3 separate regions of the Mus musculus genome follow, and all the other regions are linked to region 1. A link is a contact called in public HiChIP or PLAC-seq data. All regions are on one chromosome and are shown on one strand. The core of a region is the stretch at or near the end of the contact, and the rest is flanking DNA. Distances in the headings are between cores, read along the strand shown.

What was found. HiChIP or PLAC-seq counts read pairs in DNA pulled down with a chosen protein or histone mark.
Region 2: a FOXA1 HiChIP or PLAC-seq map of pancreatic cancer cells shows a contact between it and region 1. The contact joins the promoter of Arhgap45 here to the promoter of 2310011J03Rik in region 1. A contact is called at or near these places in 1 of 39 promoter capture datasets (stem cell-derived epiblast-like cells), 4 of 115 datasets of contacts at active chromatin or transcription factors (the SCID.adh cell line, bone marrow-derived macrophages, embryonic stem cells and 1 more) and 3 of 9 other capture datasets (adipose tissue, embryonic stem cells and liver).
Region 3: a contact with region 1 is called in an H3K27ac HiChIP or PLAC-seq map of microglia, with 4 times the contacts expected there. The contact joins the promoter of Prtn3 here to the promoter of 2310011J03Rik in region 1. A contact is called at or near these places in 1 of 484 Hi-C or Micro-C datasets (cerebellar granule neurons), 3 of 115 datasets of contacts at active chromatin or transcription factors (bone marrow-derived macrophages, microglia and pancreatic cancer cells) and 2 of 9 other capture datasets (embryonic stem cells and liver).

Annotation. Positions count from the first base shown.
Region 1 is chr10:80,318,816-80,322,325 of GRCm38.p6, forward strand. 2310011J03Rik (RIKEN cDNA 2310011J03 gene) reads right to left here and starts at 1,733. Exons shown (of 2, transcript NM_025521.3): 1 at 1,368-1,733; 2 at 1-732. The coding sequence starts at 1,497. The coding sequence ends at 533. Pcsk4 (proprotein convertase subtilisin/kexin type 4) reads right to left here. Exons shown (of 15, transcript NM_008793.2): 14 at 3,266-3,394; 15 at 2,468-3,136. The coding sequence ends at 2,991.
Region 2 is chr10:80,015,124-80,018,628 of GRCm38.p6, forward strand. Arhgap45 (Rho GTPase activating protein 45) reads left to right here and starts at 1,549. Exons shown (of 23, transcript NM_001142701.1): 1 at 1,549-1,795; 2 at 2,657-2,981. The coding sequence starts at 1,703. It overlaps Abca7 (ATP-binding cassette, sub-family A (ABC1), member 7), which reads left to right. Exons shown (of 47, transcript NM_001347081.2): 46 at 1-64; 47 at 183-449. The coding sequence ends at 335.
Region 3 is chr10:79,878,040-79,881,613 of GRCm38.p6, forward strand. Prtn3 (proteinase 3) reads left to right here and starts at 1,628. Exons shown (of 5, transcript NM_011178.2): 1 at 1,628-1,703; 2 at 2,389-2,554; 3 at 2,997-3,138. The coding sequence starts at 1,637.

The DNA.
Region 1 (3,510 bases), core at 483-2,982:
ATTCACCACACACAGGGACCTGGCCTTTGAGTTCCTCTTGGACCCCTGGGCTCCCCAGAATGGAAACTCCCTTGATGAGTCTCCCCGGCCCCAGGGAGAACTGAGAAGGCAGTGTAGCCCTAGAGGGCCTGAGCCAGGCTCTATGAAGCGTGCAGCTAGCCCATTCTCTCAACCAAGATGCCAGTGGCTGGCCTGCTGTGGATGCTGGGGATGAAGACCTTCACTGCCCAGGGTGACATGGGACAGAAGAGCACACCGGTCACTATGGGGCAGACTGGCTTTGAGCCCCGACCTGCAATCAAGTCCTTGATGCAATTTAGGCCAGTGTCCCCATAATGAGGAGGTGGCCATGTCCCTAAGTCCCATCATGAATTAGAGGCCATTAAGGATGGAAGAGGGAACAAAGCTGCTAGCTGGCAAGGTGGGCCACTGGGTCTCCCCGGGCCAGGGTTGGGACAGCAAATGTTGACCCAGAGCCTCTGGTTGCTAGGTGCCCAGGCCTGGACCAAGGACATCAGGTGTAACTTCGGCTCTAGGAGGTGGCTGAAGTCACCTGGCTGATATCCTGTTCCAGCCGCTGACCAGCTTGCCGAAGGCCATCGAACTTCTGTCTCAGAGCTTCCCCCGCCTGCCGCAGCCTCTCATTCATAGCCACGTAGGCCCGGCTCTGTTGGTAGATCTGCTCCTGCTGGATCTCAGAGTCCTCAGCCCTTGGGGATGGGTCTGGGGGGTCTGAAGAGAAGAAACAGTGTCACCATCCCCAGGCCTGACATCCACCAACCCAGAGGCAAGAGGATCAGTGGTTCAAGGTCATCCTTGGCTACATGGTGAGTTCGAGGCCAGCCTGGGCTATATAGGCCTATTAGGCACTAGAAAACAAGACTCAGTTTCAGGTTTTGGTGTCATGGAGAGGACAGGACACCTCCAGCCACCCTGGCCTGCCGTTCTACCCAGGACTGCCTGGATTCCTGGATCCTAGGCCAGGAGTCGCAGATATGGCCCCTGCAAGTACTCTGGCCCCCCATTAATTTGTAGGAGCAGCTGGCCACGCCCCTCTGAGACAAGGTCTTGAACTCACAGCAATCCTCTTGCCCTAGACCCGGGTTGGCAGCACTTTCAACTTTTTTTTGTTTTTGTTTTTCGAGACAAGGTTTCTCTGTGTAGCCCTGGCTGTCCTGGAACTCAGTCTGTAGACCAGGCTGGCCTCGAACTCAAAAATCCGCCTGCCTCTGCCTCCCAAGAGTTCGGAGCACTTTCAATTTTATTTCTGATGATCTTTCTTTGCAGGGGAAGAGAAGGGCAGGGACAAAAAAGATTCGTCCCTGCAGTCGGTTTGCTCCCCACTCGGGAGTCTCACGTTCTCCTACCTTCCGGGGCCAGGGCAGTGAAAACAGGATCTTGAGCGGGTGCCCCTCGCACGTCCTCCAGGATCTGCTCCACCGTGGGAGGCGCGGGGCGAGTGGGCAGTACCACGCGTTTCTTCGCCTTGGAGTTCATCTTGTAGGTGGAGCGCGCGCTAACTGGGGGTCCACTTTCGGCTCGGCCCGCCCACCTCGCGAACTCCTACGCACCCCTTACAGACCTGCGCCGAGGTCCCTACCCCGTCTCGCTTTCCCTCCTCCCGGAACCTCGGAGTTTGGCTCGATCTCCGCGCCAGTTTGCTCTTGGAACACCCCGCTGCCTATCTTCGTTCCAAGAACCTAGGCGGCCGCCACCGCTTCCGCTTCCTGCTTGAACGCCACTACGTTCCGGCACTTCCGGTCCACTCCAGCGCCACGCCTCGCGAAACCCCTCCCCCGTCTTAAAGAGCCCTAAGCCTAGATGCTCCTAGTTGCTATCCAGTAAGATCAGAAGGAACTCTGCCCTCCTTCACCGCGTGTGGTGGGAGGAAAGGGGTGAACGTGATTTCGAGAGTAATCAGTGTACAACCATTGCCAGGTACACAGTGGGCGCTCAATAAATGCTGGATGGAACCTAGCCACAGGCTTTGCTTCCTTGTGGTAGACCTTTAACTCAGTACTTTAATCTCAGTACTGTGAGGCAGAGGCAGGCAGACCTCTGTGAGTTCAAGATCATCTTGGTCAATATGGGGAATCCCAGAACAGCCAGGACTACACAGTGAGACCCTGTCTCAAAAGAGCAGTGGGAAAGCCGGGCAGTGGTGGCGCACGCCTTTAATCCCAGCACTCGGGAGGCAGAGGCAGGTAGATTTTTGAGGCCAGCCTGGTCTACAAAGTGAGTTCCAGGACAGCCAGGGCTAAACAGAGAAATCCTGTCTCGAAAAACCAAAAAAAAAAAAAAAAAAAAAAAAAAACCAGTGGGGGATGGGGGAGCGAGCTAGCTTCCTGTTCATGGCTGTATGGTAATTCAGCACTTGGCAGATCTGGGCTCAGAGCAGTCTTCCTCTGTGGGTCCTTATTCCTCCAGGGGCCCACCCTACCCTCAAGGACACCATAAACTCGACATCTTCTGTTTAACTTTTATTTGGCAACTATGAGGTTAGACATGGGGCTATGGATGGCTTGGAGACAGGGAAGGGGCAGATGATTGGTGGCTGTGGTCTGACCTCTTGCCCACTGTACCTGCTCCAAAATGAGTAAGGACACATCTCTTCCACTGGGAGCAGCTGAGGCTGAGCGGTGGGCTGTCACCTGACCCATGCAGCTGCTCTGCCCTGGCCTTCTGGGGCAGGCTTCTCTTCCAGCCTGAGAGCAGGACCTTGGGGTACCGGCCTTCTGTCCTGACAGCCAGGCATCTCTGGCTCTCCAGCCTCCAGGGATCTGTGCATGCATGGTTTTGGGCACTGGGGTATCTAGCCTGGGGCAGGTGGGCCTTCCTCAAGCCGAGGGGCCTCCCAAAGGCCCTGGCCAGCAGAGCCAGCACCATGGCCCAAGACTGGTAGCTGGGGGGCCACCAGAGGTGGCAAGCCTTGGAGGGGCTCTGGAGCTCTCCCAACACAAGGGACAGGGGACAGGCAGTGTAGTCGCTGCTCAGGCTGCTGCAGCAGGTGTAACAGGAGGGTGACAGCTGGCCTGTCCTTCGGTCACTGGCTGCTGTGGGTGGCTGTAGAGCCACCACCACTGCTGGCTGGAGATGAGGCAGAGTCCTGCCAGGATGGAGAGGGGACTGTGACTTTCTGCATAGGGACAACATGGAAACAGAAGGAGTGAGGCTGCAGCTGGTGGGTGCAGCCGGTGCCCACCTGCCCATTCCGGGCCGCTGCGCCTCCTCACCCAACAAGTGACCATGCGCTGCGGCCACTCACCCTGGCACAGCCCCTCTGTGTCCCTCTGCACACATGCGCGCGCGCGGCTGGTCACCTGGGGGGCCTGGGGCCGTGCTGTCATGTCCTCGGCCGTCCCATACAGCAGCAGGGTGTAGTAGTACAGAGTTCCTGGGCGGGGGTCGCAGTGGGCACCAAGGGGGACACCTGTCATTGGCCTGCCGGGCTCTGTAGCCAGCCTCACTGTCTCCCAAGCAGGGCCCCGTAGCAACTGTACCTACTATGTG
Region 2 (3,505 bases), core at 299-2,798, 300 kb before region 1:
GGCTGCCCAGGGCAGGGCCCACGGTGTGGAGGACTTCTCTGTGAGCCAGACCACTCTGGAGGAGGTGACTTCGGGCACCATCAAAGGGTTTGAAGGGAAGAGCTGAGGTGCCTCAGGACCCTGGGCTGACATCTACCCCCACCCCATGCATTTCTGCCCCCTCCATGTCTCTGCCCTGCCAGGTGTTCCTATATTTCTCCAAAGACCAAGGGGAAGAGGAAGAGAGCAGTCGGCAGGAGGCTGAAGAAGAGGAGGTTTCCAAACCTGGCCGGCAGCATCCCAAACGTGTCAGCCGATTCCTGGAAGACCCCAGCTCTGTGGAGACCATGATCTGAGCATGCCTGCCTTGGGACTGAGTGGCAAAGCTCAGACAGAGGATCTCTGTACCATACGCTGGCTCCCAGAAAGCCTTGGGCTCTGGGGGAAATAAAAAGAAACTAGAATGAGAATGAGGCCACGGCTGAGTTTGTGTTTTAGGAGTCTTAGCTCTGTACAGTCCCATACACTATCACATGTACAGTATGCGCGTGTGTCCTGCTGTGAATTGCCTGCAACACGGACACTTCCCAGGTGTCCAGTCACACGTATCCTGACCTGCATGTACCTATGTGGGTCTGACACCCAAGGGCGGGACTTGTGAGTGTTTCTGACCGTGAAGTAGAGATGAGGTCAGGCTTGTGGAATGTTCCAGACGGTATAGAGGACCCTGGTACTTTCCTGGCCTGACCGGACCAGAAGCCCACCCCAGAGCCAGCCAGTCTTCATCCTGAGACAACCTCCCAAGCCCACCCCCAGCCATCCAACTATGAGTGGGAGGCACGGGACCCTTAAGGGGCTCCTCGGCTGGGTTTGTGGCTGGACCAGAGCTTGGAGAGCGGGCCTAGGTACTGCAGGCTGCGGCCTTTCTGGGCTGTGTCCCCGAGAGCCACCCAGTGTGCCTGAGGTCAGTGGAGTTTGGGATGGTTAAGGGACATGGTGTCTAAATTATTAAATAGTACCTCTGGGGATCCTGAGACCTGAAGCTCAGAGCTGGGATATAGAGGGCAGAGTGGGAGTGGGAGCTAAGTGGAGGCCAGCAGGGCAGTGGAGCTCCTGGGTTGCTGGATGGAAGCCACCCAGGCATGGCACCTTCAGGTCCTATGGTCCCCAGAAGACTGTAAGGCTGGTGATTATAGGGAATGGGGGGTCACCTGTGCATGGTGAGGGACTCAGGGGGTGTCTGTTTGATCTGTGTGTGAACCTGTTGCTCAGCCTCCTCTCTGGTCTTTCATATCAGTATACACATGACACTGCCTTTCTTGACTGTATGTTATGTCCCAAGCAAGAGTCAGCTAATGCCTGGATCGGGTGGCCACACAGGACACAGGCTGCAAGTGGAAGGTGGCCTGCTGTGGGGAACCTGTGTCAGAGTCAGTGTGCAGAGTCCTATAAGAGCTGACACTTGGGACAGTCACACTGGGGGCGGATCTGAGGTGTCACCTCCCTCCCTCTGCTGGGGAGCCTTTTCCTGTGTAGGAGACTTATGCGCCAATGAGAGCCAAGCCAGTCACGTGTGGCTCTGACAGCTGGGGAGGGGGTGGCCCTGAGCAATGTGGTCCAGAGACAGCCTGCACCAGGAGTTGCAGGACTGAGACCACCCCCAGACTCCCACCCTGCCGTTGCCCGCCTGTCCTCACCTAGGGCCACTGGGGCTGACTCCACCATGTTCTCTCGGAAGAAGCGAGAACTTATGAAAACTCCCTCTATTTCCAAAAAGAACCGCGCGGGGAGCCCCAACCCGCAGTCCTCCTCAGGGGTGAGTGGGGCACAGAGCGGGTGGGGACCCAGGATGACACCCACAGCCTGTGGTCACTGATGGGCATAGCATGCAACTACAACACCATGCTGGGTCCACGCTGGGGGAACCGGGCCAGCTATAGTCCACACCAGGCAGAATGGCCGGCGACAAGGAGTGGCCTGAACCTAGGAGGCCGCATTACGGTAGGTAGGGATGGCCTTGGGTGGCAACCAAGTCACCCATCTTGATGAGGGATGTCCCCGTCGTGTGCCAATGACGGTTGTGGGTAGTGGGTAGAACTGGTATTGGAGTCTAGTGACTACACTGTAATATGGGGTCTGGGCAATTTTAGGGTTCTGAAAGCCAATGGGGAACTGGTGTTGAACTGGGGTGCAGGTGTACAGAGCAGATTGGGGGGGTCTCCAAGTTTCTCCAGGACCTGCTGCTGCCTGCTGAGCTTTTGAGAATTTGTGAGGTTTAGGGGTACCTCTACTAGGTCTGGGGGTGTCCTGAGACACAGGAGCCTGATGATCTTTTCAGGTCACAGAAGTTATCCATGTTTTTAGAAAGTGGACACCCGTAGAGGTATCTGGGGTGGCTACAGGGTTAGAGACTCACAAGAGTCCTCCCCACCCCCACCAGGAAGTGGGGTGCCCCCTCCCTCCTGTGCCCCACAGGCCCCGCCTCTGGCTGTGGTTTGGGTAGGGACGGTTGTTTGTGAAAGCTATAGACAGGAGGATGTTGGGTAACAGGTGGGGGGGGGGGAGCTTAAAATTCTCTGCCCACTGACCTCTGACCCCTGTGAGGACTTTCTGGGGAAACTGAGGCAGTGTCTGGGATGGGGGATCCCCTTGACTCCTCTTCCCTATGCATACCTAGGAGCTGCCCAGGAAGGATTGGACAGAAGCTCCCGGCCTGGAGCCACCAGCCACATCCCTGTCCACGGTAGCCAAGGGCACAGGGACACTCAAAAGACCCACCAGCCTGAGCCGCCATGCCAGTGCAGCAGGCTTCCCGCTCTCGGGCACTGCCACCTGGACCCTGGGCCGTGGGTACCGAAGCCCCCTTTCTGCGGCCAGTCCGGCAGAGTTACCCACTGAGGGAGCTTTCCCTGATGGCGTAGAAGACATCTCAACCCTGCTGGCGGATGTGGCCCGCTTTGCTGAGGGCTTGGAGAAGCTCAAGGAGTGTGTGCTGCAGGACGGTGAGGATCTTCAGAGCAGCACGGAGGGAGGGCAGGAGGTGGGCAGCCTCTCAGCCCAGCACTCAGGCAGGAGGATCTCTGTGAGTCTACACTTGAGTCTTATGCAGGTCAGCCAGAATTACAGTGAGACCCTGACTCAGAAAGAATGAAAGAAAGAAAGAAAGAAAGAAAGAAAGAAAGAAAGAAAGAAAGGAAGGAAGGAAGGAAGGAAGGAAGGAAGGAAGGAAGAAAGAAAGAAAGAAAGAAAGAAAGAAAGAAAGAAAGAAAGAAAGAAAGAGAAAGAGAGAGAGAGAGAGAAGTGGCGCACGCCTTTAATCCCAGCACTTGGGAGGCAGAGGCAGGTGGATTTCTGAGTTCAAGGCCAGCCTGGTCTACAAAGTGAGTTCCAGGACAGACAGGGCTATACAGAAAAACCCTGTCTCGAAAAGCCAAAAAAAAAAAAAAAAAAAAAAAAAGGTAGAAGAAGAAAAAGGGCGGGGGGGGGATATGAGGAGGTTTCAAATAGGATGAAAAGAAGTGCATGT
Region 3 (3,574 bases), core at 378-2,877, 440 kb before region 1:
CTTTTCTTTCTCTCTTTTCCTTTTTTCCAGCCCCCCAGGTCTGTGGTTTCTTTCTCTTCGTGTGGTTTATTCTTTTAACTTAATGAATTTCCTTCCTTATTTATGAGCCACTGAGATGGCTCAGTGGGGAAAGGCGCTTGCTGCCAAACCTCAGGGTCTCTGTTCAGTTCTGGGGACTCACACAGTGGACGGAGAGAACTTACTCTTGACTGTTATCCTCCGACCCGCTGTGCAGACACGACACACATGCACACATGGAGAAGTTCGTTCATATAGGAATGAATGCATTAACTTTGTACTCCTGGGATGGAACTCAGGGCCTTATGCAGCCTAAGCAAGTGCTCAATACTTGGCTGTATCCCAGTGTTCTATGGGTTTAGACTATTTCATTTATTGATTTTTTTTTTTTTAGGTTTGAGACAGGGTTTCTGTGTAGCCCTGGCTGTCCAGGAACTCGCTCTGTAGACCAGGCTGGCCTCGAACTCACAAGAGCTCCTCTTGCCTCTGCCTCCTGAGTGCTGGGATTAAATGCGTGTGCCACCATTGCTGTGCTAGACTATTTTATAATAAATGAATATATTTGCTCTGTGATCCCAGCACAGAGGCAGGAGGATTGATGTTGGTTTGGGATTTAATAAACAGGGGTGGATGGGGAGGGAAAGGGCCAGATAGCTCAGTGGGTAAAGCACTATGGCAGAAGGGAGGGCTGCAGTTCCAGTCCCCAGAACCCGTGTCCACAGCGGAGACAGCCTCCTGTATTTCCGAGCATTTGTGTAAGGAGGCCCAGAAGAAGACAGGGACACCTCTCCCCCAACAAGCTAGAGAGCTGATTGACTGAAACCTTAGAGAGAGCCCCTGCCTCAATATAAGGTGGAGAGTCACTGAGGAAGATACCTTGTGTCAACCTCAGGCCACTCTATGCATGTGCATCCACACATGCCTATGCAGAAAGAAAGAAAGAAAGAAAGAAAGAAAGAAAGAAAGAAAGAAAGAAAGAAAGAAAGAGAGAGAGAGAGAGAGAAAGAAAGATTAAAAAATTTAAGATATATAAATTAAAAAGAAATAAAACACACACACAATATATATATTTATATGAAAAAAAACCAGTAAAGAGAAAAGAATAGGAAATTATCCCAGTGCAGAAGTGCATACTTGTCATCCGAGCGTGCAGGAGGCTGAGGCAGAAGGAACCTTGGATACGTGGTGAGTTCATGGCTAGCCAGGGTTACATGCAACCCTGTTTAAAATGAACACACATACACACACACACACACACACACACACACACACACACTACAACATTAGAGGAGAAATAATGAACTCCCAAAGTAAAATCTAGGCAGGTTATTAATGGGGAGGGTCATCGATGGGGGGTGTATCACAGGATCTGTGGATCATAGCTGAGTGGGTACTAAAGTGGCTTGTCCCAGGACCCTCAGCACGCTCTGGGTGGCAGAGGGCTTCCTGTGCCTCCAGAGAGACCCCCTGCGTCCTGCCCTACTGCAAACATTCCTGGGCCCCCAAACTGGAAGGAGGAAGTGGGACCCACAGCCCAGCCTTTAGCCACTGTTCAACGGCTCCCGGCAGAGCTGGGCTATAAGAGGGCCCCAGCAAGCAGGATGCCAGGAGCCTGGCCATGGCTGGAAGCTACCCATCCCCCAAGGGGATCCATCCCTTCCTGCTGCTTGCCCTGGTGGTTGGTGGTGAGTGTGTGTGTGGGTGGGGGGGTGGGGAGCTGTTCATTAACCAGCACCTTCCTAGAATAGCTGGGAAGGTCAGGGCATCCCCTGGTTAAATGCTTGGGAAGGAAAGAATGAGAGGGGGCATTGACTGCTTTCCTTCTGTTTTAGGGTTCTTTTTTAGACAGAGTCTTAAGTAGCCCAGGCTGGCCTTTGCTACATTATAGCAAATCAGCTTTGACCTCCTGGCCCTCATGCCTCATCTCAGTACTGGGGTAGCAAGCTCCCATGCTGTGTTTCTGTGGCACTGGATGTGGGACCTAGGGCTTTGTGCGTGTAAGCCACGACTCTACCCACTGAACCCAACACCAGCTTCAGCCCTTGATGGGTTCTTACTGTATGTGTGCCGCCCACGGACTCTCACTGCAGGGAGGAATTTCCAGGGAATCAGGAATTACCAGCCAAGCTGAATGGCGCACATCTTTAATCCCAGCAGTTGGGAGGCAGAGGCATGCAGATCTCGCTGAGTTCAAGGCCACCCTGGACCACAGTGTGAGACACTATCTCAAAACAAAATAATACGTGTAGACTCAAGTCAGCCCCCGACTCCTCCCCAGGCACAGGTCACTTTAAAACCATAGGTAGAACAGACTGTGGCTCTCATGGCTGGAACCCTTCAGGCTGCATTCCTGACACCTACTTCCCCTAGGCGCAGTCCAGGCCTCCAAGATTGTAGGTGGGCACGAGGCTCGGCCCCACTCTCGGCCTTATGTGGCATCCCTGCAGCTGAGCAGGTTCCCTGGGAGCCACTTCTGTGGTGGCACCCTGATCCACCCGAGATTCGTGCTGACAGCCGCCCACTGCCTGCAGGACATGTGAGTTCAGGAGACAGCGAGGGAGTGGCAGGTCTGAACTGACAGCAAAGCCCTGGATGGGTACCTCATAGTCTCTTCCCCTTCCAAAGGCTCCCTCTAGACCTGCCTCAGCTCTTCCCCATGCGTTCTCCAGGAGATTATTTCAACAGAGACTTTCTCTCACCTAGAATCCCCCAGTGAAGGGGATAGGGGAGTGGTTAGGGTAAATATCCCTTCTAGAATTCCCCAGGGAAGGGTCTGTGGGCACGGTCAGGGTAGAGTTCCTCCTACCTGCCTAGAATCCCCCAGTGAGCGACTAGGGGGCGTGGTTATGGTAGAGCCCCACCTGGATTCCTCCCAGAGGGCGTGGTCAGGGGTGGAGCACTTGGTAACGTGTTGAAGGATCGATCCGGGTTCCATCCCTTTCCCTACAACAAACAACATCCCACAACCTTCACTGCAGCTCCTGGCAGCTTGTGACAGTGGTGCTGGGTGCCCACGACCTGCTGAGCTCGGAGCCTGAGCAGCAGAAGTTCACCATCAGTCAGGTCTTCCAGAACAATTACAACCCCGAGGAGAACCTCAATGACGTGCTTCTCCTCCAGGTAGGTCGGGTTCTGGGGATCCATTGCTGCAGAAGACACGTAGGGAAAACCTACTGTGTGCCATGCTAGGACCATGGAGCCGTCATAGTGTGGGACCCGGGTCTGTCCCTTAGCTTCTGACCTGGCTGGCTGTGTTTCCTGTCTGGTGCGCTTGGTTAGTGGTCCTGTTAGACCTGGGCCTGGGGTTAAGCCTGTGGCTAGCTTGAGGTTTGGGGTTAAGGTTACTAGAGCCAAGATCAGATATAGGATAAGGATGGTTAAATTAGGGTTCGATCTAAGTCCTGGTGGAGGGGTATGGCCTATGGTCCACATGATGCTAACTTTAGGATTGCTGCTTGGACTCGGCCCAGGCTGAGAGCTAAGGGTAAGGCTAAGTTTTGGTTACCGTTATGGCTAATGACTAGGCCATGGGTAGGGCTCAGTTAGGCTTAGGGCT